2 separate regions of the Lactuca sativa genome follow, and region 1 is linked to region 2. The links are chromatin contacts, called in public Hi-C maps. All regions are on one chromosome and are shown on one strand. The core of a region is the stretch at or near the end of the contact, and the rest is flanking DNA. Distances in the headings are between cores, read along the strand shown. Region 1 holds the start of LOC111883383 (nudix hydrolase 18, mitochondrial). Region 2 holds the start of LOC111883455.

Region 1 (3,947 bases), core at 875-3,374, 220 kb after region 2:
AGTATTGGGCCAATTCTTGGACTAGGTTGTTGTGGGGCTTCGTGGGCCATTTGGAGTCAGGATTGTTGACTAAGGAGAATATTGAGCTTTAGTATAAGGTCCATTAGAAAGGTTTGGGCCTAATTTGGAAAATTGGGCCATTGATGGTTTTATGGACATTATAATGTTGGGCTTTGTTTTGGGTTCGGGCCTTAGTTTTGGATCATATTGGGCCAGGGGTAAAATGGTCATTTTACCCCATGCATGGATTAAGGATTATGGTATGGGACCCAATTGCTAATTAGGTATATTGATTGGTAGTGACAGTTTGGGTAGCTGGTGGGGCAGCAACTAAGGATTTCTTCAGGAAGCTTCTGCATTCGAGGTGAGTCTTCTCACCATACCCATGGGTCTAAGACACCAAGGTCGGCGCATTATGTGATAATGGTACATGTGTTAGTCATTTTGTGATTTGATACGCTATGTGATTGTGTATTATTGCATGGAAGACCCGGGGGGGGGGGGGGGAGCCCGTGGCATTGGATGTAAAACCATGTGGGGTAGCCCATGGCATTCCTAGGTAAAGACCATGTGGGGTAGCCCATGTCACAATGGTGTAAGACCCTGGGGGAGCCCACGACATCCTTACAGGTTTATTTGTGTTATGTGTAGATATTTTTGTGATATATGATATGTTTATGTGATATATGTTATGCTAGTTGTCTTTGTGATACTTGCATGGAAGATCCCCCCGGGGGGGGGGGGGGGAGCCCGTGGCAATTAGATATAAGACCATGTGGGGTAGCCCATGGCATTCTCAGGTTAAGACCATGTGGGGTATCCCATGACACAATGGTGTAAGATCCTGGGGGGAGCCCACGACATCCTTACAGGTTTTTGTATGCATGACTTATGTATTATATGTAGCTTTTATAGCTAGTAGGAAATGTGATACAGGTAGCTGGTATTGCATCATTATATGTGATATGTGTTTTGTGTGTATGGTATGCTCTGGGAAACTCACTAAGCTTCGTGCTTACAGGTTTTGTTTATGGTTTCAGGTATCATTGTTTTGGAAAGGAAGGGTTCGGATTGATCGCAGTGCACACACCTATGACTTCCGCAGTGAATGATTTTGGGATGAACTCTGATAAATGTTTTACTTAATGATGATTTGAATTGTTTAGAATAAAGGGTATCAATGTTTTAGCTATACTAAAAATGAAATTTTTACCCTTGATTTTTTGGTCATTACAGTTATCAAAGCAAGCCAACCTTTAAAAAATGACAAAGATCTTTGCTTTGATAAGACAAAGGTGAAAGAGTTGTAACAATGTATATCACAAGGACCAACATCATTTTCTTAATTCTTAGAGTTACAAAGTTCCCAAATAAAAACCAAAATCATCAAAAAAAACCAAATTAGCATTTATCAAGTTTCAACCAAGAAGCACGAAAGTGAAGTCAACCCAGTATCTTCACATTTCTATTCTAAATATGAATACACCACTATTTCCATAAACTTATGTGTACTAGTACATGAACCTCATAATACACTCTTCAAATGACAAACCATGTCAACTGCCAATTATAAATCCTCCTTTGCACCATGTGCTACACAAAAACATTATGATACGAAGAATATAAGTATCAACATTAGATATTAAAAAAACATTATAATGCAAGGGCGTAGAGTTATGTATAATGTTAAATATTACTATAGACTTATACAAACTAAAATGCAATAAAAATCTATAAACTTATAAAGCAATCATGAAAAGATGAATAGTTAACAATAGAGACAATATTTGAGATACATAATTTTTGATTAAGAGACAACATTTGGTTCATGCAAGCCGGTTAACTAAAAGTTAACTAGAAGTTGACAACTATCTTACAAGGGCAATTTTGTCATTATCTCTAGTATAGTATTATGATAAATGGGAAGCCGGTAATGCTGAGCTGGAAACATTAGGTAAGCCGGTAAATATACACTGGCTCGTGTCAGTCAGCATCACATTTAATATTATTTCCATTTTTACCCTTTTACAAAATAAGCATCAAGGTCCCATATGTGGCCCCTCCTTCGACCTCTCTTCCGTGACACAAAGTGTGCCTGATCTATATATGGGTTCCTCTAGCTCTCTCATTTCTTCAACTTCAATCTCAACTAACTAAGATCTTATTTTAGTGCTTCAACAGAGATTTTTAATTCAGTTTTTGTTCTCTGGCATCGCGTTGTGTTTAGATCTTTTGATTTCCAAGAAGAATTTGAAAAGAAAAAAGATGGTGGGTATATTGGTTGCTCGCAGTGGTCGGCAGTTGCAGCGTTACAACAAAGGTCAACGTATTGTTGTTGGGTTAGTCTCTGTTCTTGAATCTATTCGTCTTCAATTTAGGTTATCTGTTATGGGTGGATCAAAACATTTATAATTCGAGATGGGTTTTACCTAATTTCATAATCGGGTGAAACATCAATTTTGGGGATTTTTACGTTATAACCCAAGTTGTTTGAAATCCGGAGTGCTGATCTTAATCTCCTTTAACAAATTTGTTACTTGTTTTTCAATAACGGAAATTATTTTCTAATAATTTATGTGGTAAACGTTGTGCAGATGCATACCTTACAGATTGAAAGGTGGTATGAAAGCATCAAGCAAGAATATAGAAGATGCACTCGAGGTGCTTGTGATAAGTACTCAAAGAAAAGGCAAAGGAGTGTTGTTCCCTAAGGTAAATTATTAATTTTCGATCTTAAATTCTTTTCATATGAATCTTTCTTCTCGAATTACATATCACTAACAAATGGTCAACTCTTTAACAGGGAGGTTGGGAATTGGATGAATCGATCCAAGATGCTGCCCGAAGAGAAACAATGGAAGAAGCCGGAGTATTAGGAACTGTTGAGGTTTGTTCTTTTCTTCATAATTTCTCATGTCAATAATGTATCAAAATACATGAAATAAGTCAATAACCCCTCAATGATCAAGCAACTTAAAATCAATCTTCTTCTTTTGAATTTCTTGTAGAGTGAATTGGGTAAATGGTGCTTCAAGAGCAAAGGCAATGATGCATTGTATGAAGGGCACATGTTCCCTTTACTTGTGAAGGAACAACTCGATCTATGGCCTGAGAAAGACATACGCCAAAGATATTGGGTATGTTTTAAAACTCAAAAAGATTTCAACTTTTGATTCAATTACAAAAGCTTTCGCTAACAAATCTCTTAATTATTATATAGGTGAGTGTATCTAAAGTTAAAGAACAATGCCCATATGTTTGGATGAAAGAAGCACTAGACATGCTAGTGACAAGACTCAAGTCAACTCCACTCAAGATGGAGGATTTGAGTTATTGATTAAAGCACCCTGACTTAAATTTGTAAATAGAAAGATAATTGAAGATGAAGTGCTTTAAAGTGATTAAAGATTAAAGATTGCACTTTTTGATCAAAAGATGGACTTAATCGAAGGTGAAAAAGCTTTTGGTTATAATCACAAGCACTTGCAGTTCAAGAAACCGAAGAAGATGAAACAAATAATCAAAAGCCAGGAATGGAATGTGTAATTCCCACAACTTGTGTTTCAATTCTTCCTTTTTTTCATAGCCTTGAAGCCACCGGTGAGGTTATGGTTTTATGGGACACAAGTCGCGGGAATTGCTTGGACACAAGACGGAATCCACTGTTCCGAACCTTTTCTTTTTTCGGGAATTCTTGTTACCCTGGAATGGAATTGCTCAGTTGAATTTTTTTTACATGGGTGTGTACACCATGGTTCATCATCAATTGAAAGGTTCCTTCAATGGCAAATGGAATTAGACAATTAGTTGTCATGTTGTATTGTTTTCTTGGTTGTTTCCTGTGGATGTATGTAGGTTGGTTCTTATTGTAAAATCAAGGTTTCCAAGAAATTAAGCACAACTAAGTAGGGTTAGTTGTGTTAGCCATGTATATGAACTTATGTTAT
Region 2 (3,746 bases), core at 569-3,068:
ATCATACCTTTAGATTGAAGGGTCAAGCTTCAAATCCACCAAATAGCAGTCTCCTTTGCCTCCTCTTGGCTAGAGCCTCCCTCTTCTTTGCTAAACAACACACAAATGTCAAGAAATGCCTCCTTTCTCTCTCAAATCGCTAAAGCACTTTTAGGGTTTCTCTCTATGGACTGATGGATGCAAATGACGGCCATAAGGCCATTTAAATAGGTCCCAAACCCGAGAAATTAGGGTTTCATTAAACAGCGTGGACTCGCCGAGTCCATATCCTGGACTCGCCGAGTCCAGACGAATCCCGCGTCCAGAATCGCGACCCTACTCGGCGAGTCTGAGCTCCAACTCGCCGAGTCCCTTCTCAAAACTCAAAAATATCAAAACAATAAAATACCTGGAAATCCGGGCTGTTACAAGAAGAGAGAAATCAGTAATGGATGCTCAAACTTGAGTTCATGATCTACAAATATATTAGGTGAGTATTATCTCTTTTAGTACAGATGAAAAGTAGCATGAGTGACCATAAACGATTAGACATTCTCTTTAGTTGTGATTGCAGATGCATTTGTATAGTCAAGCTGAAAAAGGAAGTTGTAATGGAAATGGAAGAACCCTAATTGCACTTGACACTCCCGACTGTGGATATATACATTCAAATTAGAAGAAAAGTTGTCAATTCTAACATATAATACGTGGTAGAAACCTAGATTACAAGTTTTGAAACATAGTAAAGCAAGTGATAAAAGGAACGACTTAATGAAAGAACCGATGTTTAATATTACAAATGTTCTATGGATCACTCAAACTCCAAAAATGAAATTAGCGTAAAAACTAAGTCAACAACCCTAACCAGTAACGGTTTCTTGTCGTCTCTTCTTCGATCCAACCTAACTAGTAAGGATCGTCGTCTCTTTTTCAATCGAACCTGCTCGCTTCATTGTATTCTTGTTTCTCCAAATAGGAATAATCTTTGGATAATCAAACTCAAATTTGAAAATTTTTAACCGGGAATCGGAAAGCATAGCCGATAGACAAAAATTGAAAGAGTTTTTTGGAAATCAATAAGTTTGTACCTGATTCAAAGTTATGCTCATATATTGGAAGACGACAGAAGATCTCATTCAGAATTATGCTCCTGATTTCTTGCTATTTAGCTTGATTTGTGGAAGATTTATTGTTCATTTTGTGGGATCACATATAACTTTTACATAAGACAAGCGTGACCGGAAACCATAAGCATGGGTTTTAATAGGACAAAGTGTATTTTTGGTATTTCACAATAAAAGTTTTAGGCGGGAAAATAATCTATGTGGGGTTAAGGAGATGACATGTGACGATACTATTTTATTAGAGTAGAGGATTCTGTTTTTGGAACATTCCTCTCTCTTGGACCCTGTAGAGGGGCTATTCATAGACCCCGCTAGGTAGCTGCTCCTTGGAACCCTGTACCCAAGGGTGCTGCCTCCATACCCCGTATTCTCGAGTTCATAATTAACATTTTGAGTATACACCACACACTTCCAATATCATATAGCAAACATAACACAATCTGTCTCAATAGCAAATCTATTTATACTAAAATATGTTGATAACATTAAAATCACCAACATAAATTTCTAATATCAATACATAAAAACTTATGTCTTGCTTGTGTATCAAATTGGTGGATCTATTTGTATTTTGTAATACTATTTTATAAATCAAAACGAAAAGCGCTCGTGTTATGAGGTTTGGATTCGGACGGGGCCCATAATCGATTTTAAAAACCACGGATCTGCTGCTTTCAGTTTCAGAAGCATTTTTTAGGCCCAATAAAACTTTCAAGCCTTTTCATTTCCCGCTCTTCAATTCGAAAATCAGATTAGAGAGAGAAACAGAGAAAATTCCTCAGATTTGCTTTCAGAGGCATCTACAATGGCCGTCGAAATTTCTGAAGAGAAGCACTTGATGCAAAAGATTGCCAAGGTTTTTAACGACGCTCGAGCATCTCGAGCATCACACATCCGCAAGCTCAAAGATCTTTCTGCTCTCCGTTCTTCAGTTCCTCTTGCTCAATTCTTCGATGCTTTCTCTAAAAACCTAACCCTTATCTTCACCACCCAGCGCCGTATCGCTTCTGTCGAACGGATAGTTCAATTTGTTGCTATTTTCGCCTGCCTACGCGATCCTAACCATTCCGAGGACTGTGATGAATTTTTTGAACGGTTTTTGCGGCTTCTCATGGCTGGTACCGCTGCTACCAGCAGAACTGCCAGATTTAGGGCCTGTCAGATCATTTCGGAGGTATTTGTTTGTGTTCTGTTGTTATTTGAGAGTTATGCTTGTTACTTGTCTACTCTTGTTATGAAATTGATACATGGATGTGCATTTATTAGCTAATTTTACCGAAAATCTATGACTATATTGGTCTGTCATTGGCTTTTAGAGCTGAAAATATTTTGGTGATGGAGTCATTATATCAATTTATGTCCGGTTTTACTGTGAGAATCTGGAAAAAGTTATTTTCAGTTCCAAATAGAGAAGTTTGATCTGGAAATTGATGAGTTCTATTTTTTCAAGAAATATGAAATGATGTTTCTGCTAGTACCGTGGTAGAATTCATATCAAAATTGCATTTTGACATTTAGAACTCATATATAGCCCACTTTTGTCAAGGGTTGATGTATTTATTGCCTTTTTCTACTAAACGGAGTATAGATACAATTGACATTCGAATGTCCACATCAATTGTTGTTGGTGAGTGTTCTTATTCACTAGGATGGACTAATAAAATTATATATGCATTGATACTTTATGTGAATTTGAGTAGTTCAACTTTATTACTTTACTTATTTCTGTTTTAGTCTCCATCTTTATTTATTTCTCACTCGATGGAATCTTTATTGTCAGATCATAATGCGATTGCCAGACGATGCAGAAGTGAGTGATGAGCTGTGGGATGAAGTAATCGATTGCATCAAGGTTCGTGTGGGGGATAAAGTCCCAGTAATCCGCACCTATTCTGTTAGGGCTTTATCCCGTTTTGCAAATGATGCAGAAAACAGCGACATTCTTGAACTATTACTCGAAACATTACCCTCAGAACAGAATCACGTAAGTTTTGTTTGCCCTAGTTTCTATATTCCACTCTTGTCATTCTTTCATCTCTTAATCACACTCCTTTTCCCAACATATTCTATCTATACAGGATGTTCGCAAAACCATACTTCTATCCTTACCAGCTTCTAATGCAACATCAACAGCAATCATCAATTGCACATTAGATGTGAATGAATCTGTCAGAAAAGCTGCTTATTGTGTTTTAGCCAGTAAATTCCCTCTTCAGAGTCTCAGGTACTTTGTATGCACTTACAAAACTATAATCATATAACACTCTTTTATTAAATCACTCTACTTTAACTCCCAATTCTTTGATTTCTATAGCATTAAGCAAAGGACAATTATACTCCAAAGGGGACTTGCTGATCGTTCTGCAGCTGTCACCAAAGAATGCCTTAAGTTACTTAAAGATGAATGGCTTATGAAGTCATGCAATGGAAACCCAATTGAGCTTCTTAAGTTTCTTGATGTAGAAACTTATGAGTCCATTGGGGTGTCTGTAATGGAGGCTTTATTGAAATCTGGTCTAGTCAAGTTACATGGTGGTCAAACTATCAACCAATTCATATCATCAAACAGCAACACAACTGAAGGTAAGTCATAAGTGTACATTTTCTTTTTCTTTTATACCTTTCTTTCCTTCTTTGAATGAA

The links. Hi-C and Micro-C count contacts between places; a contact is called where the count stands out from the background.
Region 1: a contact with region 2 is called in a Hi-C map of leaf, with 9 times the contacts expected there. The contact joins the promoter of LOC111883383 here to the promoter of LOC111883455 in region 2. A contact is called at or near these places in 2 of 4 Hi-C or Micro-C datasets (both in leaf).

What each region holds. Positions count from the first base shown.
Region 1 is chr2:155,566,012-155,569,958 of Lsat_Salinas_v11, forward strand. It overlaps LOC111883383 (nudix hydrolase 18, mitochondrial), which reads left to right and starts at 2,125. Exons shown (of 5, transcript XM_023879709.3): 1 at 2,125-2,339; 2 at 2,595-2,712; 3 at 2,804-2,887; 4 at 3,009-3,137; 5 at 3,221-3,947. The coding sequence starts at 2,266. The coding sequence ends at 3,337.
Region 2 is chr2:155,346,780-155,350,525 of Lsat_Salinas_v11, forward strand. It overlaps LOC111883455, which reads left to right and starts at 1,819. Exons shown (of 10, transcript XM_023879787.3): 1 at 1,819-2,277; 2 at 2,884-3,087; 3 at 3,182-3,327; 4 at 3,418-3,686. The coding sequence starts at 1,909.